Linked DNA regions of Sus scrofa: all the other regions are linked to region 3. Evidence: chromatin contacts called from public HiChIP or PLAC-seq data. All regions are on one chromosome and are shown on one strand. The core of a region is the stretch at or near the end of the contact, and the rest is flanking DNA. Distances in the headings are between cores, read along the strand shown.

Region 1 (4,168 bases), core at 525-3,024, 300 kb after region 3:
TGAAGAAATGAATATTGTTTTATTATTTGATGACACTTTTGTTTTATGTATAAGTATGTTTACTGGCTGAAGACACAAAATGCATTTCTTTTTTTTTTTTTTTTTTTTTTTGTCTTTCTTTTGTTGTTGTTGCTATTTCTTGGGCCGCTCCCGCGGCATATGGAGGTTCCCAGGCTAGGGGTTGAATCGGAGCTGTAGCCACCGGCCTACGCCAGAGCCACAGCAACGCGGGATCCGAGCCGCGTCTGCAACCTACACCACAGCTCCCGGCAACGCCGGATCGCTAACCCACTGAGCAAGGGCAGGGACCGAACCCGCAACCTCATGGTTCCTAGTGGGATTCATTAACCACTGCGCCACGACGGGAACTCCACAAAATGCATTTCTTATACTATAGGCAGTGGTCAAAATGTCTGCCTCTCATTTTAAATACTTGTACATGTGCACCAGAAGAATGCATAGGAATATTCATAGCACTCTTGTTCATAACAAAAAATTGGAAAGAAACCAAATGGCAGCATTGTAAATTTGAGCACATTCCCAAGCAAAAACTGAATTTGCCGAAAAAGAGGTTAAGAAATTCAGGGGAGGGGGAATATGCTTGCCTGCATTGCAAAGGTCAATATGTATCCCTTTACGTTTGCATTATCTTTCTTTTTTTTTTTTTTTTTTTTTGTCTTTTTGCTATTTCTTTGGGCCACTCCCGCGGCATATGGAGGTTCCCAGGCTAGGGGTCGAATTGGAGCTGCAGCCACTGGCCTACGCCAGAGCCACAGCAACACAGGATCCGAGCCGCGTCTGCAACCCACACCACAGCTCACGGCAACGCCGGATCGTTAACCCACTGAGCAAGGGCAGGGACCGAACCGCAACCTCATGGTTCCTAGTCGGATTTGTTAACCACTGCGCCACGACGGGAACTCCTATCTTTCTTTTAAAAGTTTCCTAAGACTAAGGTATAGAGTACGGGATGATCATGAACAGCTGCATCAGTACCTTAGGCGTGAGAATTAATAATGTGCTTTTCTTGCTTCCATAGTAAAAAAAAAAAAAAAAAAATCACAATTCATTAAACTGTCAGCAATGTGTATACCCAGGATAAGCACACCTCAGCCAAATCAACATAATATTGATTTATGATGGGCCCTTCAATTAGTCCCGAGCTAATAACTAAGGGAAAAGTAATTAATCTGAGCAATGCCTCTCCGTTATTAATTTATACTTGGAACAAACTTTCATCGCTTTCCTAATTTCCTAAACGATCTGGGGGCGGTTCATCCAAACTTCCCATCAAGCAAGTCATTCATTTCCGAGAAGTGGCTCACAAAAAACAACAAAATAGCAGTTGCCGGGGCAGGGAGAAGGTTGGGGAGGTGGGGGTTGGGGGAGCACAAAAACAAACCAAACCAGAAAAGAAACCCTCAAGGAGAAAGTGATTGTGGAAGCTGAAAAAAATGGAACATTTCCTCATAACAAGTCCAAAATAATATGTAAGATCGGAGAGAAAACTTTCGAGAGTTCTTTCCAGTGTTGTAGCAGTAAGGAAATTCAGACCAGGAAATCCATTCTTTAAACAGAGACAATAAGCAGAATTGTTCGACTCCATCAAAAGCCACCACAAAGATGGCGGTGGGACGAAGCCCCTTCTTCTCCCGCGGCCGGAGGCTCTCGCCTCACATTTCCCACAAGCCCCTCCGCGCGGCCTGGCTCTCCGAAACCCAGCCGGCCGCTCTGCCGCCACTGCGCACGCGCGGCACGACGTCACGTGCGCTCCCGGGCTCAGCAGAGCTGGCAGGAGGGGCCTTGCCAGCTTCCGCCGTCGCGTCGCTTAGTGTCTCAAACGGCGGGTTCGCTGTGCCTCCGCCGTCTCAGGGCAGCCAGGGGTCGTGGGGCTGGGCGAGGGGTGCGCGGCAGCGCGGCCATGGGACTGAGTCGAGCCCGGTGACAGCAGGGAGTCAAGCGGCCCGGGCCCTGAGCTCCTCTCCTCCCGGGGCCCTCGCCCTCCTGCTCGCGGGGCCGGGGCTCCTGCTGCCGCTGCTGGCGCTGCTGCTGGTGGCGGCGGCGGCCAGGATCATGTCGGGCCGCCGCTGCGCCGGCGGGGGCGCGGCCTGCGCGGGCGCGGCGACCGAGGCGGTGGAGCCGGCCGCCCGCGAGCTGTTCGAAGCGTGCCGCAACGGGGACGTGGAGCGAGTCAAGAGACTAGTTACGCCCGAGAAGGTGAACAGCCGCGACACGGCGGGCAGGAAGTCCACGCCGCTCCACTTCGCCGCAGGTAACCCAGGCCATTGCCGCCTCGACTCGCCCCAGACCCCACCTGCGCACCCAGGCTCGCAGGCCCCAAAGCAGACATAATGCTCCTCTGACCCCGGCCTTTCCCATAGGACCCCGGTCCCATTCATCTCGATGTTGTCGAATGGGAACTGAGGAAATGGGGGTAGGGGAGTAGGGGCGAGCGTGCTGAACTCACTGGAAGTTTTGTTTTTGTTTTTGCTTTGTTTTGTTTTGTATCGACAATACCTGTACCAACTTCCGGTCTTACTAACCTGAAAGGCCTTGTACACACAGAGTAAGAGATGTAATAGACCTTGTGATTTTAAAGGCCAGTTAACTGTAAAATCTATCGTTCTTGCACGTTCCACTGTAACACTTAACAATCCTTTGATATACAATCTTAAAGGCTTTTATAAAACGCAGGAGTGTAATTCAAGAAGAGTAGCTTAATTGACCATTGACACATTACCCTTAATGAGTTTATCAGGGTAGCAAGTTTCTAGAGAGACTAGAACTGGAAATAGTCAAGTTTGGGAGAACTGAGATCTGACTTAGGCTGGGTGCGATTGGGTAGTCCCTGCCAGACTCAACTTAGGGTGGAAAGTAGAATGAGAGGAAAGACGGTGCAGGTTCTCTAGCTTGGATTTAGAATTTAAATTGGTACTAGCCTCGCCTCATTCTGAGATTTAGATTGTTTGAAGTACTTTATTTTAATTTTTGCTAGGTTCACTTTGTAATATAAGCTTTTTAAATTTAATTGAAAAATTAAAAAATTAAAGATGAAACAGCTCATTTCTACAAGGCATTTATGCTTTTCTTTTTGAGGAAAGATCGTGATTATCCTCAAGGGAGCCATGCACGATTAAAAGTGGGAATAGAGTGTCATACTTCCGTTAGTCCTGGTTTTTCATTTTGGGTATTACATGCTTGTTTAAAATAATTTTTTGAAAAAGCAGAACTATATGTTTTAAAGCACTGTTTTTTGGAGTAGGAATGATGTGCAGAGAAGGAAAGATTTCCGTATTCACAGACATTGTTGGGCTCCCACTGAGAAGCCTTTTAAGGGAGAAGATTTAGGAGGCCATTGGTGGGAGAAGTAGAAACAAGACTGTAGGCAGCAGAAAGGGAATGGGGAAGAATTCTAAAATCAAATCTCCTTTTTCACCATTTTGCCTAAAATTTTGGTGATCAGTGCTGCCTTTCCTCAGCTAATTTGGATTGTCGTTTTTGTCCATGTAGTCAACATTTAAACAACTGATTTGGCAAACTTTCATACCCAACTGATACGTAATCCAAAGGGTAGTGTTACTTAGATTCTGTTCACTTGATCTGTGGGATAAAAATAACCAAGGAAGATCTTAGTTGCTACCTTTCAAGAATTTGTTGTATTAGTGAGTTCATCTCTGAAAATAGTAATATTTGGAGGTTTAAGGTTATGGATTAGCTTCTGATTGACCTTGTTCCTCCCAACCTTCCCACCCTCAGTTCTGTCCCAGCATTTCAAAGTACTTTTTAATGTAGATTTCATGTAGTTTGGTCAGACTGAAAAGGAGAATTTTATTTTAGGAACCAACTCACCCATCATAATTTACCACATACAGGTTAAAAGATTAAGAATTTATGGTATAGGAGTTCCCGTTGTGGCTCAGTGGTTAACGAATACGACCAGGAACCATGAGGTTGCAGGTTCAATCCCTGGCCTTGCTCAGTGGGTTGGGGATCCGTCATTGCCTTGAGCTGTGGTGTAGGTTACAGACGCAGCTCAGATCTGCCATTGCTGTGGTTGTGGTGTAGGCCGGAGGCTACAGCTCTGAGTCGATCCCTAGCCTGGGAACCTCCATATGCCACAGGTGCAGCCCCAGAAAAGACAAAAAGACAAAAAGACAAAAAAAAAAAA
Region 2 (4,295 bases), core at 1,604-4,103, 440 kb after region 3:
TTAGTTCCCTTAGAATGACTAATCATACATTTTGCTACAGAACAAAAAATTTATTTGATTATGGGGTGCTGCCCTAGAAGATGTTGGGGTGAAACATAATACAAGGTATCTAAATGGGATTACTTTCCAAATCTAAAGAAAGCTAAATTCAGAAAATCATCCAACCAGGGTCTCAGATAAGGGTTGTGTACCAGTACTATTATTATCCCCCTTTCACTGATGAGGATATGGCAATGTAGAAGTGATTTGCTTAAGGTTACATAGTTAAAAAAAAGAACACAATGTAGCTAATAATGTTTTTTGAGTGCTTGTTTTTGTAGTCACTTGGTTAAATGCTTTAAGTTCATCACCTTATTTAATCCTTACCACAACTATGAGGTACTGTTATTGTCCTCATTTCTCAAAAGGAACTGAAGCTTAGAAAGGTTACACAACTCCCCCTGGACACACAACTTTTAAGCGCGGTGAGGAAGGATTTAAAAACAAGTCATTCTTGGAGTTCCCTTGAGATGCAGTGTGTTAAGGATCCAGCATTGCCACTGCAGCAGCTGGGGTCATTGCTGGGGAGTGGGTTTGATCCCTGGCCTAGGAACTTGCACATGCTGTGGGTGCGGCCAAAAACAAAACAAAACAAAACAAAAAGCGCCCCCCCCAAATAACCCAAAGTCATTCTGACTTCAATATATTTGATTATTATACCATACCTTACCAAGGTATAACACGAGCTTTCCTCTATTCTATATGTCATTTAGAACTATATATCTGATTATCTCCTGGATATTACAGTATCCCCCCCTCTTTTTGGCTGCCACATGGCACATGGAATTCCCAGGGCAGGGATCAGATCTGAGCCACAGTTGCCGCCTGAGCTGAAGCAGTGGCCACACAGGATCCTTTAACCCACCATGCTAGACGGGGAATCAAACCCACATCCTGGTGCCACAGTGACACCACTGATCTGTTGTGCCACAGCAGAAACTCCAGAGTATTTTTTTTTAATTTTTTTATGGCTTCACTGGAGGCACATAGAAGTTTCCAGGCAAGGAATTTTATTTTATGTATGTATTTATTTATTTATTTAGTTTATTTATTTATTGTCTTTTTAGGGCCGAAGCCAAGGCATATGGAGGTTCCCAGGCTAGGACTGAATCAGAGCTACAGCTGCCAGCCTACACCACAGCCACAGCAAAATGGGATACTAGTCAGGTTCGTTTTCACTGTACCACAACGGAAACTCCTGGTTTATTCTGAAGCCCTCATTTCTAGTATGAGGTGTTTAGCATGTGGTGGGTACTTAATTTTGGCTGAATAAATGAATATAGTGTGTAATCAGTAAATGTACCTGCTTGTTAGTTTCAGTGGTGGTAGATGAACTGAGAAGGCAGGTGGGAGGAGGCTGTGATATGCCAAGATATTAGAACATCAGTTTGGAATTCCCACTGTGGCACAGTGAAAACTAATCTGACTAGGAATCATGAGGTTGCAGGTTTGATCCCTGGCCTCGCTCAGTGGGTTAAGGATCCGGTGTTGCTGTGAGCTGTGGTGTAGGTCACAGACGTGGCTCAGATCTTGTGTTGCTGAGGCTGACAGCTGTGGCTCCAATTTGACCCCTAGCCTGGGAACCTCCATATGTCGTGGGTGTGGCCCTAAAAAGGAGAAAAAGAAAAAAAGAAAAAAGAACATCAGCTTAATCAGATTTTTGTCTAATTGCATAAACAGTGCCTAACAGAGTGTCTGGTATAGAGCAGGGACCAAACTAATATTTGCTGAGTGAATGAACAGTAAATATTATTACTAGCTTGGATGTCAGGCAAATTACCAACTTAGTTTTCCCACCTATAAAGTGAACATTAATACTTTCTTTACAGGATTGGCCTACAAATTATGTGAGATAACGCATGCCAAATGATTAGCACACAGTAGGTTCTTAAGTTAGTTTCTTTCCCTTTATGGTCTATAAACTCTTGTAAACTCTTGTAGATACATGACATCATTTTATTCCTATAGTAATTCTCATTAGCTTCATTTTACAGATGAGAAAGACTCAGGGATTGAGGCATAGCCTCTTCAGGTAATGAGTAGTCAATGGACAAGTTTTATGACACGATAAAAGCAGTGTTTCTTGAAGACTAATCTGTTGGAGGCCTGAAAGATTAGCTCAATTGAAGAAGTTGGAAAAATATCCCTTTGACAATTATTATAAAAATCAGGTTTAAGATAAGGGCCTGCACCAGGTGACAGAGAAATGTTTAAAAGACTAATAAGTTAAGCAATTGAATAGATGCATAAGCAAATAAATATAAACATAAATGGCTGAGAATTTTCAAATCTGATGAGAAAATGACGGGACCAAAAAGAGAAACAATTAGGAAACCAAACTTGGCAAAATGGCTGGCAGAAGACCTTTCCTCCAGTGCCCATGCAGAACATATGGCAGGAATATGGCAAACATTTGGGCCGTGTCTTCAGAAGTACCGTCGCAGATCTTTCTGGATTTCACCCTTCCCTCTGGCACTGCCACCCGGACTAGAGAGTTCTCTGGTCCCTCGGATATTGCTTTCTCTAGGAAAATCCGGTGGGACAAAAATGGGGCTGGAGGAATCAGAAACATAGGTTTTGAACTTCCAGAACCCGGGCTACAGAGTCTTTTTTCCTTTTTTAGAAAATTAAGGGGACTCTTACTTCTCCTCTCCTGCCTCCTCTGAAGACTAACAATCCCCTTCTGATGGGCACCACGAGCTAGTTCGCAGGCGCGCGCCGCCGGGGGAAGCCTCTCGCACTCCTTTGGCTCAGCGGCCAAGCGGAAACCCTCGCGGGGGCTGACGTCACTTCCGGCGCGCTGACGCTCAGTCCGGCGTGCCGACGCCTACGTCAGCAAAGAGCGGGGCTGGGGGCACCCGGTTTGAAGTCGTGCGGGTCGGAGGACTGCCGCCTCCGACTCTGTCTCAGACCTTTGCGCCCCGGCCGCGGTGGGTACGAGCTCGGGTAGGCGGCGGGGCAGATGCCCGAGGGCCCGCGCCAGGACGCCCCTCGCCGCACTGGCCGCTCCCTTTTGCTTCGGGGCCTGGGCCTGCGCCGCTCTGCTCTCTGGAAACTAGCGCCTCCGCGGCGCCGCGGGTCGCTCGCGGCGAGCTCCGAACCGCCGGCGCCCGGCCATGGCGGTCTCCAGGTAAGTCTAGCTCTTCCCGAGCCGACGGTAAATCGGCCCGGCCGAGGCACAGTCTCCTCTCGGTGCACCCACTCCTAGAAAGGAGCGGTTCCCATTGTCACTGGGCTCGGGCGCCTTCCTCCCCACACTCAGGAGTTTTCCCCTTGGTCTGCGAGGGTTTTGGCTCTGGTTACTTCTCCTAAATCGGTTAAAAAAACGTCTCTTTCTTGTTGAATACAGCCTTTGGCACGTTAGAGCTAGTTTTTCTCTTTCCTCACCATGTTTCTCATCTGTGGTTTCTCTTCCCTCTTTCAGTTCTAGGAGAGTCTCTTCTCTTTCATAGTATTCTAAGGCCGATCCCTAACCTCCATTTCACGGGAAAACTTGGTAGTAACTGTCGACGTCGGGGAGGTTTGAGTTACTATTATCCAAATGACCTTTTAATTATGTGAAAATTTTTTCTTTACGTCTTTAGGGATATGTTCTTTCCTTGGGACTTTTTTTTTACAATACAAAATAATTCTTCCTTTTGTTTGGCAGTACCTACTCGATCGTCAGCGTTGTAATCTGTAGCAAATTATTGAATCGGCATCATCTTCTTAACCAAGGCGCGAAAGATGGATCGCAAATCTTAAATTATTTTAAAGTGATGCCCATCAGTAGCAAAGTCTAGGAAAACTGTAGGAAAACCAGCAAGACATTTATTTGTATAGCTATAGGAGGAACTTCTTTCCTCCAGTATTAAAGAATGGTGGGAATACATTTTGGCAGAGGCTCGATGTTAGTGGGCATATGGACATGTAAATAGGGGATAGTCTTTCTCAGAGCAGTCAGAAAGATTGAGCAAGTTTATTGTTAGTTTTCATGAGTAGTTTTCTACCACATAGACTGAAGGGGGAAATGATGACAGTTCAGAAAACATCGTTTTTATTCATTTTTCATAGTTGAGCACATTCCTATTTTGCAAGTGAAAAGATAACCCATCCCTTGCATACTCTCCAGATAAATTATGAAAGAGCGTGTGGGAGAAACACATGAGAATTGGGTTGCAAGATAACTGTAGCAGGGGCATCCAAGTTTTATTTCATAGATTAGTTGAATTCATTAATGTGAGGAGGTTCTTATTTTGTGATTTATAAAAATACCT
Region 3 (4,326 bases), core at 318-2,817:
CTTCAAAGTAATCCCAGTCCACCTCATTTTCTCCCAAGGCTAATTAGCACTTTAATAATTTTTGCTAACTATACGGCACTTACTCCATACCTTTTGCTAATTAGCATTTAAATAGGTGATGACAGCAACTATATTAAAACTAGAAAGGCTTTCTAGAAATCAAAGTCAGAATGTACCATTTAGAAGGTACTCATTATTATACTCATTACAGGGTTTGCTTTCGATCTGCTTGTTACAACTGCGTCTGGAAAACAGGCAACTCCATTTCGTGATACACTGTAACTAGTACTTAGTTATGCTAATAACTGAATTCTGTAAAACAGTAGATAACCCAAACATCGTCCCAAATATATTTCAGAGATATTTTTGGTTCTTTTATTTGGATCCGGATATCTTTGATTCTTCAACCTCAAGTAAAAGTCACAACCGAAAAAACCGAAGATGTGAATGTCGAGTAATTCCCTATTTTTAATAGGCAATGCGGAGCATTCTTACTCTCTCCCTTCTCTTAGATCAGCAGCTGTCTCCGCAGCTCCAGTAGACTGAGAAAAGGAAAAGGAGGGGGCGTAAAGGAAAGGAAATTGTCTCTGTGGCTTGGTCGTGGGGGTGGGGGTGGGGGTGGTTTAATATCAAAATTAAAGCTTTCCTCTTCAGTTTTAAAGTTCGTCCCCATATTAATGATCTGACATTAAGGATTGTGCAGCCGCGCTTGAGTCTGTCCATCTGTAATTTATAAAAGGAAACGAACAAGGAAGGGATAGAGGCAGCAAAGGGAAGCAGGGCGAGAGCGAGATGTAGGCGCGTGGGGACGGGAAGGGAGAGGCGGATTTGGCAGTCCAAGTGGGGACGAGAGGAACAGGAATGGAAAGTGTGGCCTGGCTGCCCCGCCCTGCGGTGGGGAAGGTGGAGCCCAAGACGTCTCACTCCCCCTCCTCCATTCTGAGGCTTTTCCTTGGAGGTGGGGGCTGCCCGGCATCTAGAAAGAAAGGGTCGGTCGACTTCAAAGGAAAGGTGGTCTCCTGAGGAAGAGCTCAGAGACCTCTCTCCTGGGGCAAACGGGCAGGCAGGGGTGGCAGGGACAAGCACTGGCCCCAAGGCGACGGCTTTGCGGGCGCTGGGGACGTAAAGACCACCAGCAGGTCCCACGAATCTAGACGCCCCAAATTAGGGCTGTCGGTGCAGTGGAGGATGCCGCACTCGCCCCGCCCCCACGGAGGCACGCTCTATCCCCGTGCGACCCTAGGCAGGCCTCGTCTGGTCGCTCCTCCCCACACCCCCGACTCCCGACCCTTTAGTCCGGACCCCCTTCTCGCCAACTCGGGCGACGATCCGCAAAAAAAAATGGCGGCCTAGCCTCGGCGCCTAGTCTCCCGAGTCCCGGGGATTGGCGAGGGAGGTAGTGGCCAGCGTCCGGGACCCGCGACCCACGGGCCTAGCCGGGGGCGGGGCGGGGGCGGCCGAGGCCAGGAGCAGGCGGGAGCTGCGGGCCGGCCGGGCGCGCGCTGGGGCTGGAGCTGGGGCGGGGGCGGGGCGGGGTATCCGGGCGCGCTCCCGGCGCGGCGCGGGCGCGGGCGGAGCGGCGGTGGTTGGACACGGCGGCCCAGAGCCCTCTCGCGGCCGCGGCGGCAGCAGCGCCAACGCCAAGCAGCACCCCGGCCGCTGCCGCCGCCTCGCGCTCCCGCCGCCCGGCCAGACATGAGTGAGGCGGATCGGGTGCCCTCGCCTGCCGCGCCGCCGGCGGTGGTGGCGGCCGCGCCCGAGGAGAAGAAAGGGAAGGAGCCGGAGCGCGAGAAGCTGCCACCCATCGTGTCGGCGGGCGCCGGTGCGGCTGCGGTAGGTGCCGGGCGGGGGCCGCGGGGCGCCCCGACGGCGGGTCGGGAGGGGGTCGAGGGGCGCCCTGGGACCCGCGTCTCCTCCTGGTACCCCCGGACCCATGCGGGGAAAAACGCCCTGGCTGCCCTTCCTCTGGCCGAAATCAGAGTTGTGCCTCCTGGGCAGCCGCGATCACTTCGCGAGCAGCACCTTCCACCCTCGGGAAATGCCGGGGTAGCGGGGTCTCCTGGCTGCTTTCGGTTATTTTTTGGTTGGGGGTGGGGGCACTCTCTCTTAGGAAATGACCAGCACCTTGGAGCCAGCATCATCTGTTGGATGAGGATAAGGTGTCAGACAGGCGAGAGTAGATTTTCCACTGAGCTGCCTGCCTGCAAGCATTGTGGAAGCGAATATTTCCCCCTTTGGTTCGCTTTTCCTTCCCTTCCCCCTTCGGATTGAACCCGCTTTGCGGCGAGTTTCCACTTAATTGTGACCTTTCCTTTACAGTCAGGGTAGTGGGGGGTGGATGCCTCGATGATGGTTTTATTTTTTCATATGGTACAGACATGTGACATAAGGTGGGGAGGCTTTTTTAACCTTTCTTTAGACTCAAGTGATCTAAGCTTCAAGGCGATGATTTCCCAGCAGGATTTTCTTAAGGATTATTTGGGGAGCGCTCTCTGGCTTGAAACTGCATATTGCCAGATGATGTAATGGGCCAGCCCCCCTTCCCTATTTTTACTGGTGGTTATGACTGTTTACTTTGGAGCACACGCACAAAATTAACCTCTGATTTTTGAGATTTTTATTTGAGACAATATTCAAATTACTTCTTGAAACTTTCATACTTTTAAAGACCATGACTTATGCAGCCCTGTGTGACAAAATAGTAAAAGTTTAGAGAACAGGATACATTTTCTTTATTCCTGCTTGCAATTCATTTTCTTAAAACCTCCCTCTTAAGTGACTAAGAACTTATGAAAATAGCTCACTCTAATTTAAAGTATTACAGGAATAATGTTTTGATTCGGCAGGTTTTTCAAAAATGTCTAAGGACTGTGATAACTGGAAATTGTTAGAGCAAGCTTTTTATGTTAAATCAGCACAGCAGAGTGCAGACAGTAATAGAATGACAATTTTAAAAAATTACTGTGGTTGATTGGTAAATTGGAGTTGTGAGTAGGAATTACTTTGGGAAATGCTTTGAAGGAATTTGTCACCCAGCTGCTTTTAGACCCAGTTCCTGCTGTAGGAATCCTAGGCTTTCAGAGCTTATCTGGGAGGTTCTTAACTGGCAAATAGGCAGTGTTTCAGCAGATCATTTCTAAGTCAGTTTAAAACAATGCATATATGCTTATAGGAACAGTTACACGAATGGGGTTAGGTCCTCAAGTAAGCATGATCCCTGAAACTTACCTCATCGTAACTGAAAAATTGAAGACTTGGAATAAAAGCTTGGAGAGATTGATACAGTGTGGACACAGGTCTACAGATTGTTAACTCAAACCCATGGGCTTTTGAAATTCAGAGTTTTTCAGATTGTAGAAAGGTAATTCAGTATATATGTCATGTATAGCATCTACCGTGGGGTCCTGGCCAGTTCCCCATAATCAAGCATAATAATAGCTCTGTAGTGAAAGGGATGTATTGTTCACCCTGAATTAGCTGAGGTCTCTCTGCAGCTTCATATAGTGCAGCTCAGGGTGGATTGTCAGAGTTCAGGTAGGGTACATGTTTTATCACCAAGTGAGTTACTAAAATCTTTCAGTTTTAAAAGCTTAGAGGATTTTGAAAGTGCGAATCAAAGAATCTGGACGAGCGTGACCAATCAGAAGACTAGTTCAAGAAATTTTTAAAAATCTTAAATCAAACCTTGAAAAGACATAGGTTAAATTGGAAGAGTATAAGGATGCCTAGTAAAACTCGAGATTCTGAAGGCAGTTTTGGTGCCTTACAAGCAGGGTGGTAGCATTGTGCAATTTTTTTTTAATTTTTTTTGGGGGGGTTTAACGATAGGTTTTTGGGGTTTTTTTTATGAATTCAGAATTTAAGGCTCTTCTTTGAATTGACAGAGGTTTGTCATTAGCAATGATGTTTTTAGTCATATCAGGAGAGAAAAGGACTTTTTCTCAGGTTTTGCACCAGGAGTTAGAAGAGCAAGGAGAAGATGAGGAACTTAACCGATGATGATGTGTGGTGTGTGCTATTTGTCAGAGATTTCTAGAGCTGAAATTCTGAGCCATAGCAGTGAAAAGCCTTAGTTAAGAAAATCTGTGGTTGGTCTCCCAGAGGGCAAGAAAGCCAGGGCGGTAAGTGGGCAAGGCCTTGGTGTGGGGGGCAGGGAAAGACAGCTTGTGGCCTGCTTGGTTGTTTTCCAGCTTCCATGTGGAGCAAATAGAGCTTCTGGAGGTTTGCTTAGGAACCTGATTGCATCGCAAAGTTATTTCTTTGAACCATTTTAGTGATTCTTCCTTTTTGCCCCAAGTTAACAACTCTGTCTATGTAGATGGAGTT

The links. HiChIP or PLAC-seq counts read pairs in DNA pulled down with a chosen protein or histone mark.
Region 1: a contact with region 3 is called in an H3K27ac HiChIP or PLAC-seq map of alveolar macrophages. The contact joins the promoter of TNKS2 here to the promoter of HECTD2 in region 3. A contact is called at or near these places in 1 of 5 promoter capture datasets (liver), 2 of 47 Hi-C or Micro-C datasets (heart right ventricle and skeletal muscle) and 2 of 2 datasets of contacts at active chromatin or transcription factors (alveolar macrophages and skeletal muscle).
Region 2: an H3K27ac HiChIP or PLAC-seq map of alveolar macrophages shows a contact between it and region 3. The contact joins the promoter of BTAF1 here to the promoter of HECTD2 in region 3. A contact is called at or near these places in 2 of 5 promoter capture datasets (fetal liver and liver), 5 of 47 Hi-C or Micro-C datasets (alveolar macrophages, embryonic fibroblasts, fetal skeletal muscle and 2 more) and 2 of 2 datasets of contacts at active chromatin or transcription factors (alveolar macrophages and skeletal muscle).

The regions. Positions count from the first base shown.
Region 1 is chr14:103,394,650-103,398,817 of Sscrofa11.1, forward strand. It overlaps TNKS2 (tankyrase-2), which reads left to right and starts at 1,775. Exons shown (of 27, transcript XM_001926556.7): 1 at 1,775-2,272. The coding sequence starts at 2,074.
Region 2 is chr14:103,527,893-103,532,187 of Sscrofa11.1, forward strand. BTAF1 (TATA-binding protein-associated factor 172) reads left to right here and starts at 2,854. Exons shown (of 38, transcript XM_003359291.5): 1 at 2,854-3,169. The coding sequence starts at 3,156.
Region 3 is chr14:103,094,125-103,098,450 of Sscrofa11.1, forward strand. HECTD2 (probable E3 ubiquitin-protein ligase HECTD2) reads left to right here and starts at 1,568. Exons shown (of 21, transcript XM_003483528.4): 1 at 1,568-1,833. The coding sequence starts at 1,696.